Linked DNA regions of Mus musculus: region 1 is linked to region 2. The links are chromatin contacts, called in public Hi-C maps. All regions are on one chromosome and are shown on one strand. The core of a region is the stretch at or near the end of the contact, and the rest is flanking DNA. Distances in the headings are between cores, read along the strand shown.

Region 1 (5,078 bases), core at 2,236-4,735, 240 kb after region 2:
AAACTGTCAGGAGTAGACCTGTCTCACAGTCAAAAGATCCTTAATAATGAAATAACATTAAATGTCACATTCTATGAATTTTTTATGTTTTTGAAGACTATCTAAGATAGTATCCTTGAACAGCTAAACTGAAAACACTTTACTATAAATAAATCAGAATCTAATATAACCATGAGTTGGCTATCTGGCCCTTAACTTGTATTACTTAGTCATCTTAAACAGTTTGTCAAGCAGTTGTTAGAAGGACTGGGTCTAAGCCTCATATTCTTAAATGAGTTGTATAGGCACAATGCCTATCTAAGAGTAACAATATTAATTTCAAATTTTGTATCAATATACAGATTCATACCAATGAAAACCTAAAATTCTGTATTAATATAGAATTTTGTACCCATGTAAAACTTATAAATTCAATTTGTATCAACTACAAAGATTTCTATCAAAAGATTATTTTTACACAATGCCTTGTTCAAGAATGAAATTAGTAATCCTTCCCATCTATTTCCTTCCTGCTCAAAATTATGACCATTTCCAAATTATCCCTTAAAATGACAACCTATCTATAATTTATAAAATAACTATAACCAGACACCTAAAGCCAAGGGATCATGATGACAACTCTCCATAACTTCTTCCTGCTGAATAGTGTTAACAAGAAATTCTCTAAAGACTTGGGGGGTAGGGGGATAGGAAAATTAGAAAAACTAGTTAGACTTAAGAAAGCTAGCTTTAGCATCTGTTATCCAGTCTCTGCATATTTGGATGGTTCAACGCTTGACTGAAGTTCTCACCAGATCTGTCTGAAAGGTTGGATAAGGTGAGATGACCTAGAATCAGCAGCAATCCTAAAGCTATTCTGGAAACAAGTCTCTGGACCACATCAGGAAGCAGGCAGGGGGTTGGAACAGTAGGTTAGTTAGTTCAGCATCCCAGCGGATGAATCTTGTCAGAGCTGCAACATATGAATCTTAAAACCAAAATTTTTGGTACCAGTAAGATTTTCTTATGGATTGTGCAGGATGCACAGATCAGTTAAGGATGAAATTCTGCTCTTTGTTTGAGCAGGTAGAAGACAACTGTCTTGGGGGCTAGAGAGATGGATCAGTGGTAAAGAACATCAGTTGCTCTTCTGAAGGTCCTGAGTTCAAATCCCAGCAACCACATGGTGGCTCACAACCATCTGTAATGAGATCTGACACTGGAGTGTTTGAAGACAGCTACAGTGTACTTAAATAATAAATAAATAAATAAATAAATCTAAAAAAAAAGACAACTGTCTTTTTATGAGTTAATTTTATCGATAGCCAATTGTAATAAGTTTTCATTCATGCTATGTGAATGTTTGATTTTCTTAAACTTTTCTAGTTCTTCAGGGGGTTCCCCCCATCATATCTGATCCATACCACTCTGGAAGGGGTCCACAGACTATTCTCCTTTCCTGTCAACACAAATACAGAGCCTTTCTTCCAAAAATAGCATGTCCTTGGTCCAATAACTAGAATTCATTGACCATTTAACTTGACTTCTCTCCCAGAAGAGTTTTAGTATAACCACCAGACTCAACCACACTCATTTTGATGATTAAAACAATTCAAAGCAAATAAAGCAATGTAAACAATTATTAACCAATGAGACAGTGCTTTAGCTGTTCCCTGCCTTGACCTTCATAAGATCTGAATTATTTATATAATGTAAACTTAAATTCCCTTCTACTTACTGTATAATGCTATTTTCAGGCTATATTCCTATGTCCTAGTTTTCATGCCCTGGAGCCATGTGACTCAGCTCAGCTTGCTGAGAAACCAATTTTCTCCTCTTCCTAGACTTATATCATTTGCATGTGTGTATGCCATTCAAGAATCCCCAAATTAATAGTGCATTCTTGCTTTCCATGTGGTGTGCCATCTGTATCATGTAGACAAGGGAAGAAGGGGAAATCCTGCTGGTAAAGAGTCTTTCATTTTGCTCGGAGCTCAGAGCCGCTATCAGGTCATGGTAGACTAGGTAGCAGGGTTTCCCCACACACAGGTATGATGAGCCATTTTAGGGTTTTAGTTAATTCCAGATGTAGCCAAGTTGACAACCAAAAATAACAATCACAGTCTCCCTGTAGCCAGCTTAGTCTAGTGGCTATATGCTATAGCCTTGTATGAACTGGTTTATTCTATCTAGGGTTGAAATACTAACATAATTTCTATGGTCTCATTTTGTGTCTTAACAATCTTGGTGGGTTTGTGGTAATATCACACCATTGTTTATATTTGCATTTCTCTCATCACTGTGGAAGCCAACATCCCTGAGCTTTCCCCATTTCTATTGTTTGACTTACACCATACTTCCCTTTCCTTGTACTAAGGACATTCCCAACAGGAGGAATAATGACTTCACAATGCTTTTCCTTTTCTTTTTCCATCCCTCCTCTGCTTCTTCTACTGGTCAGTTTGATACTTCTCAGTATGCCTGTTAAGTAAAAAAATGACAATTCCATTATTTGTCATCCTTAGGTTATATACATTGATTTCCCATAAACATGGATAATAATAATCTAAGGTAGAATAATAATCTAAAGTAGAATATTAATTTACTCTACCTTGGAAATATGTGTTAAAGATGGCAGGAATAGGGGCTGGAGAGATAGCTCAGCTTCAAGAGCCTTTATTGCACAATCATGAAGACCAGAGTTCAGATTCAAGCACTCATTTAAAAAGTTGGGTGTCTGCAAACACCTGTAACAACAACACCTACACCCACATATATTCATAGATAGATAGATAGATAGATAGATAGATAGATAGATAGATAGATAAAAGAAATCTTTTTTCTTAAGGAACTGGGGACATAACCCATTCTAGGCAAGTAAATTCAGAATTTCTATTTTCCTCCTCCAAGTTTTGATGTTGTATAATTTTTTTTATATTACTTCTATATATGTTTAAATCTGTAACTTTAGTCTTCCTCCCCCTTTTTGTCCAGTTTCAGTTCTACAGTGGATACATTTACTGTCCTTTACTGTTCATCATAGAGAAAAACTTTTCTGTACCCTCTTGGATTACAGTGCCAGGGGCCTAAGCTACAGATTAGCAGAAAGCCTGTGCATTCTGATTGGGTTTACAAGGACCATATCATAAGAAGGAATGAACAAATGTGATGTTTTAGCCTCTAAACAAAGGGAAGACAATCTGAGCTTCAAGGGAAATAAATCAGGAGAATGTGACTGTGAAATATAGTGGGGGTTTATGGGTGATAAATGCTAGTGTAATAAGATCTGCTTCAATAACCTCAGCTTGGCATTGGCTCTGAAGGACCCAGTCTAACATTACAAACTCCATTTTGGATTCAGAGTCCATCTTATGTTAAGCTTGACCTTAACATGAGCTCAGTTACTGGAAAAAGCAGAATTTGTTCCAGGAACTAAGACACTCCTACAAAGGCCACAACTCCTCTAGCAAACAGCCACTCCACTCCCTAGTAACAGCCAATCAGCTCTTGGGAGGAAAGTACTTACTGTTCCAGATGTCTCAAAATAGATTGCTTAAGCAAGCCACTATTATTCATACCAAGCTGAAATCATCACTAGCCAGTAGAAATGTGCCAAGCTGTAATTTTCAAATGTCAACCAATCATGTAGCTGCCAAGTTGGAAAGCCCCTTACCGTACTGAAACTGTAATAAATAGAGAGGGCTTCACCAGCTCAGGGCCTTTCACACCCATCCACTGCATTGGAGAGGTTGGAGATGTCAAAGTTTGAGCTTGAATAAAGACTTAGCTTTTACATATAAGTTGGACTCTTGGTGGTTTCTGATGGTCTGTGGGGACCCCTAGGTCTGGGCACAACAAGCTCTTCATTTTTTATGACAAACACTCTTTCAGGAAATATAAAAGGCATCTTCTTTAAAAGGAAATTTGTTCCCTGCTTTTAGGCAGAAAAAAAATTGGCAGGGATCTCTTAAATGTTTAGCACCTTTAACACTAAATGATCATTGTTCCAAAGGGGCATCTTCTAGGGTGGTAGATACTGATCTCTTTCCCTAAATCTTTTGGAATATCTTCCTCAATCATACCTTGAATTTTAGAATTCATCTTTGAGAAATTTTCTTAAGAAATTTTTTGTTGGTTGGTTAGTTGGTTTTGGTTTCTCTGTGTAGCTCCAACTGTCCTGGAACTCTTTATAAACCAGGCTGGCCTCAAACTCACAGAGATCTGCCTGCCTCTGCCCCCCAAGTGCCAGGATTAAAGGTATGTGCCACAATACCCAGCCCCTTAAGAAATTTTGATAGGAGGACTAGAGATGTAACTCAGTCATAGACAACTTGCCTAGAACATACAAAGCCCTGGGTTTTATACAGTAAAGAGGGAAAAAGAGAGAGGAGGATGAAGATTGATTTTATTCCCTAGTTAATTTTATGTTCAAATCCATCTTCTGATGTTTTGTTTGGGGACATGACTGTATGTAAAATCTGTCTCAATTATCTCTTAGATGCCACCCCCAGGAACTTCTTGTGTCAAACATTGACAACCCCAAATTGCTCTTCTCTGCTACCTTGGAGGCATACCCCTCCCCATAAATACAATAGCCATGTGGCTGTGCTCTCATTCATTCTGGCCTTGAGTCACCCTGGGTCTGAGAAGTCTTATATCAGCCGCCTGCATAGCTGTGTTCCTTCCCTTGCTCCTGAAAGTACCTTTGTACCCCAGGCTGTCCCTATCACCCCCAGAAAGCTGTTACTAACTGCAATCAGCCACCAGCAGGCTCTTCTGAAGAGGCTTCTACCAAACATCATTGCTTTGAGAACTTTATATGGATTTTAAAGTGGGGCACTGTGCCGTGGGCTGGCTCAGTAGGAGTCCCTCAACCCGCAGAAGAATTCCGGGTCCCGGTACTCAGGTGAGCAAGGAGTTGGCAAGTGACAAACAGACACAAACACGAGAGAGTGTTGGATCTAAATGTAATTTCTCAAAGCGAACATCAGACTTATATTACAGAAGAAAACAAGGAAGTTAGGTGATACATTAAGGTCATCCGATGTATAATGACTCTACACAAAACAGAGAAATGCATACATAAAATCTGACAGGAA
Region 2 (4,991 bases), core at 1,720-4,219:
AGCACCCACACAGTGGCTCACAACCACTTGTAACTCTAGTTCCAGTTCTAGTTCTGACATTCTCTTCTGGCCTTTGTGGGCATCAGGCATGCATGTGGTATACATACGTAGAAACATTCAGGCAGACACTCATATATAAACACTCACAGATAAAAATAAGTAAAAAAAATTGAAACAGGGTCTCATACTTCATGGCTGTGGCTTGTGTGAAACCTGGAATGTAGATAGGCTAACCTCAGACTCAGAGATCTATTCACCTGTGTCCTTAGTGCTAGGATTAAAGGCCTGCACTTCTGCACTTAAATAAAAATTATACAAAGCTCACAAATGGAAATGGGAATAAACTAGAAAACAATAATGGAAAACTGAGAAACTCCATAAAATACTTGAGATTAAAGGGCATAATTCTAAGTAAATGTGAGTCAATGATGTCACAAGAGAGGTAACTATAACTCACCAACATTTGCTTAATACAAACTGGGCATAGTAATACTTGCCCATAGTCCTTCCTAGTACTGAGCAGGTTGAGCCAGGAGAATCAGTTTAAGGCCAAGGATAGCCAAAGCTATATACCAAGACCTTCTCAAGGAACAAATAAAACAAGAACAAAAAGTATCCCAACAACTGAGGGCTGGTTCCCTTCTAGTTCTGGTGGGCAACCAAAACTGCTGTTGGCAAGACCTTATCCCTGAAGACATCAAATGTTCTGGTGACAGGGCATGGAGAAATTAAGCTAGAACTGGGCTGGAAGTCTCCTCCCTGCTGGAGAGCCCTAACTATGCTAGACAAAGCTGAACCCACTGCAAGAGGAAAGCGTCGTCAATGGTCTTACTCAACTGTAGATGGAGCCTGTGTGCAGCAATGATGACCAGCCACTCAAGATGTGTTCAGTGGAACAGTAGTGGCTTCACAGTTAAAGAGGTATACACTTGCTTTCAGATTGGGTTTGTGTTGGGAGCCGCCCCCACATTCGCCGTCACAAGATGGCGCTGACATCCTGTGTTCTAAGTGGTAAACAAATAATCTGCGCATGAGCCAAGGGTATTTTATGACTACTTGTACTCTACCTTTCCCGTGAACGTCAGCTCGGCCATGGGCTGCAGCCAATCAGGGAGTGATGCGTCCTAGGCGAAATATAACTCTCCTAAAAAAGGGGACGGGGTTTCCGCCATTCTCTCTCGCTGGCATCTCTCTGGCTCTGCGCGCCCTGCGCTCGCTCGCTGCCTAAAGATGTAAACAATAGAGCGCGCGCGCCGGAGCTCTGGCTCCTAAAGATGTAATTGAAGGGGCTTTCGTTTTTGGGGCTGGGCGCTGGGCGCTTGCCCTCCTGGCTCCCAAAGATGTAAGCAATAAAGTTTTGCCGCAGAAGATTTTGGTTTGTTGCGTCTTTCCTGGCCGGGCGTGAGAACGCTATTAAGAGGTTTGGGGTCCACTCTGCATCTGGTACTATAAACCTGGTCAAAAGTCCATGGTTGAGAAGGTCGGAGACCATAGTATAGGCGTCCTTTTCCCTCCCTAAATGGATATGATGTGCTCATCAGATGTCTTCTGCACAATTGTATTTATGTGTATAGATTAGTGCTGCTGTCTGCTTTACTCAGAGAAACTGCCTTCTGCAGTAGGTTCCTTGTAGTCTCAGCACTCAGGAGATGGAGGTAGAAGAATCAAGAGTTGAAGGACAGGCCAGGTGGTAGCAGAACAAGCCTGTGATCCCAGCACTTGGGAGGCAGATGCAGGTGGATCTCTGTGAGTTCAAGGCCAGCCTGGTCTACAAAGCATGCTCTAGAATATCCAGAATAGCAAGGGCTGTTACACAGAGACAACTTGTCTCAAAAACAAACAAACAAAAAACACAAAAAAATTCAAGGACAGTCTCAGCTACATAATAAATTCAAGGTTAATCTAAATGACACCCTGTCTCAAGCAACAATGGCAGCAAAAACAATAAAAAAACCAACTAGCCAACCAAACAACCAAACCAAAAAACCAAACCAAACCAAAACAAAACAAAACAAAAAAACCCTATTTTTAAAAATGGGGGATACAGTAAAAGCAACAGTAAGAAAATATAGCATCAAAATATATGCAAAGAAAATATGAAAGATGACAAAAATCAATCTAAGGTTTCACTTTAAGAAACTAAAAACCAGGGCTGGAGAGATGGCTCTGTTGGTAAAGTGCATGCATGCAAGCATGGTGGCTTGAGTCAGAGCCCAGAACACAAAGAAGGATGGCACAGGGTTGTGAATGCCTCTTATCCCAACAGTGGGCAGGCAGAAGCAAGCAGGTCCTGGGATTCCCAGTCTGTTGATGAACTCCAGGCCAGAGAGAAAGACTCTGCCTCCCATGTACATGGGCACATGTGTGCACACACACACACTGAGAAAGAGACAGAGAGACAGAGAGAAACTGAGTGTATCTCAGTGGTAGAGAACTTACACAGTATGTGAAAAGCCCTGAGTTTGGTTTTCAGAACTGCAAGGAAGAAAAGAAAGGAGGGAGGGGACAGACAGAAGGACTGAGGGAAGAATAGAGGGAGGAAAGAACAGAAGAGAAAGATAAATGGGAGGGAAGGAAAATGGAAAGGAAAGGGAAGGGGAAAGGAGGGAAAGCGGGAGGGAAGGGAGGAGGAGGGGAGGGGGAGGGAGGAAGGAAGGCTATTATGACTAGTCTGTGCCTACATATTTGAAAACCTAGATCAATCCCCACATGCAGAAACATGAGTAGGTCTATCTCTGGTAAAGAAATGGAATCGGTAGTGAACACAGTTTTAAAACAGAAAGTACAGGACCAGATGTTCAACAGATGGCGTCTACCAAACAAAGAAGAAACTGTACCAGCTTTCTGCAGCCTCCTAAACAGAGCCAGAAAGGAAACTTCCTAAGTTATACGAGGAGCTCTGCATTACCATAATGCAAATCAGACAACAAGATTACCAGAAAGGAATTCTACAGACCAGAGTGTGTGTCACATAAATTCTCAACAAAATGTTACCCAGCCCCGCCATGCATTAAAAACCGACATACCACAGTGTCTTAGTTGAGGTTTTATTGCTGTGTCAAAAATGCCTTACTGCTGAATCTCATAGAGGCATTTCCTCAACTGAGGCTCCTGCCTCTCTGATGACTCTAGCTTATGTCAAGTTGACACCCAAAATCAGCCAGTATTCACAGCTAAGTGATATTTATTCTAGTTATACAAAGATGATTGATCACTTGAAAACAATTATCTCAATCACCTCCACACACGAAAGAATAAAAAACAGAGACAAGATCAAGAAGTTTCTTAAAACTGATAAGCAATTATAACAGTTATATGAGGAAAGAAAAATTGATTCACAAAAAAAACTATCTGCCCTTTCCTTCCCTCCCTTCACCCATTCTTTCTATCTTTTAAAAATTATATTATTATTATGATAATGAGGATGATAATGATGCATGTGTGTGTGTTTGTGTGTTCCTGCATGTATACATGATCGGAAGATGTACAACAGCACATTTGTGGGGATCAGAAGACAACATTTGGAGTTAGTTCTCTTCTTCCACCTTTATATAGGTACTGGGATCAAACTCAGGTTACCAGACTGGAGCAGCAAGTGCCTTTACATGTTAAGCCATCTCAAAGGCCCTCCTTCATTTTTTTCTTTCTTACATTTATTTTTTAAGAATCCTGCTATGTAGGACTAGACGCATGGCTCAGTTGGTAAAAGCTATCTTACAACCAAGAAGACAAGAATCTTGCTATGTAGTTCAGTCTTTAACTCATAGTTTTCTTGCCTCAGATTCCAGGATGTTGGGACTGTAAAGTATGTATCACCATGCCTAGTTACATGCCAGTACTGAGCAAGACAATGTACTTGACTACCAAAACTATATATCTGATTTATATATATGATATACATATATATGATCTACCTTAGGAAAATGTGAAATAAAAGATCTAAACAGATAATTTCCATGTACACGGGAGAAAGCTGAAATAATGCAAAGACATCATTAAACCCAATTGCACTTATGGATTCAATGCAATTCCAATCAAAGTCTTAAGTCATCGTTTGAAAATCAACAAAGTAATTCTAAGATTTATATGGAAAGCGAAAAACTTCAAATAGCCAACACCAATTTGAAGGAGAGTATGGATGTCAGAGGGCTAACACTACCCAATTTCAGGACTTGCTATAGAAACTTTGCCCCTTCTTAGAATTGGGAACAAAACACCCATGGAAGGAGTTACAGAGACAAAGTTTGGAGCTGAGACGAAAGGATGGACCATCTAGAGACTGCCATATCCAGGGATCCATCCCATAATCAGCTTCCAAACGCTGACACCATTGCATACACTAGCAAGATTTTGCTGAAAGGACCCAGATAGAGCTGTCTCTTGTGAGACTATGCTGGGGCCTAGCAAACACAGAAGTGGATGCTAACAGTCAGCTATTGGATGGATCACGGGGCCCCCAATGGAGGAGCTAGAGAAAGGAGCTGAAGGGATCTGCAACCCTATAGGTGGAACAACAATATGAACTAACCAGTACCCCCCACCCCCGGAGCTCATGTCTCTAGTTGCATATGTATCAGAAAATGGCCTAGTCGGCCATCAGTGAAAAGAGAGGCCCATTGGTTGTGCAAACTTTATATACCTCAGTATAGGGGAATGCCAGGGCCAAGAAGTGGGAGTGGGTGGGGGAGCGTGTGGGTGACTTTTGGGATAGCATTGGAAATGTAAATGAAATAAATGCCAAAAAAACAAAAACAAAAACAAAAACAAAAACCAGGCAGTTCATGGAAAAGTGGGTGCACTCTCCAGAAAAACACCTAGCAACTTCTAGCAACAGACCCACTCACACTCAACTCAGCCTTGATGAAGGAACTAAGGCAAACCCATGTGTAAATGATAAAATTTCTTGTTTTTAGGATTTATTTTTATTTTATGTGTATGAATGTTTTACCTACATGTATGTATATGCACCATAAATGCATGTAGTACCCACA

The links. Hi-C and Micro-C count contacts between places; a contact is called where the count stands out from the background.
Region 1: a contact with region 2 is called in a Hi-C map of adipose-derived mesenchymal stem cells, with 4 times the contacts expected there. The contact joins two enhancer-like sites. A contact is called at or near these places in 2 of 484 Hi-C or Micro-C datasets (adipose-derived mesenchymal stem cells and embryonic fibroblasts) and 3 of 115 datasets of contacts at active chromatin or transcription factors (embryonic stem cells, memory CD8 T cells and pancreatic cancer cells).

The regions. Positions count from the first base shown.
Region 1 is chr6:37,702,351-37,707,428 of GRCm38.p6, forward strand. No RefSeq gene overlaps it. Among named protein-coding and RNA genes, the nearest start is that of Gm38791, 9.8 kb to the right of the region's middle. Within about 2 kb of position 3,486, at least 57 of the 459 cell types and tissues checked have an H3K27ac peak or open chromatin away from gene starts, as enhancers often do. A contact at or near this core is called in adipose-derived mesenchymal stem cells, where this site is marked.
Region 2 is chr6:37,463,197-37,468,187 of GRCm38.p6, forward strand. No RefSeq gene overlaps it. Among named protein-coding and RNA genes, the nearest start is that of Gm33318, 23 kb to the left of the region's middle. Within about 2 kb of position 2,970, at least 60 of the 459 cell types and tissues checked have an H3K27ac peak or open chromatin away from gene starts, as enhancers often do. A contact at or near this core is called in adipose-derived mesenchymal stem cells, where this site is marked.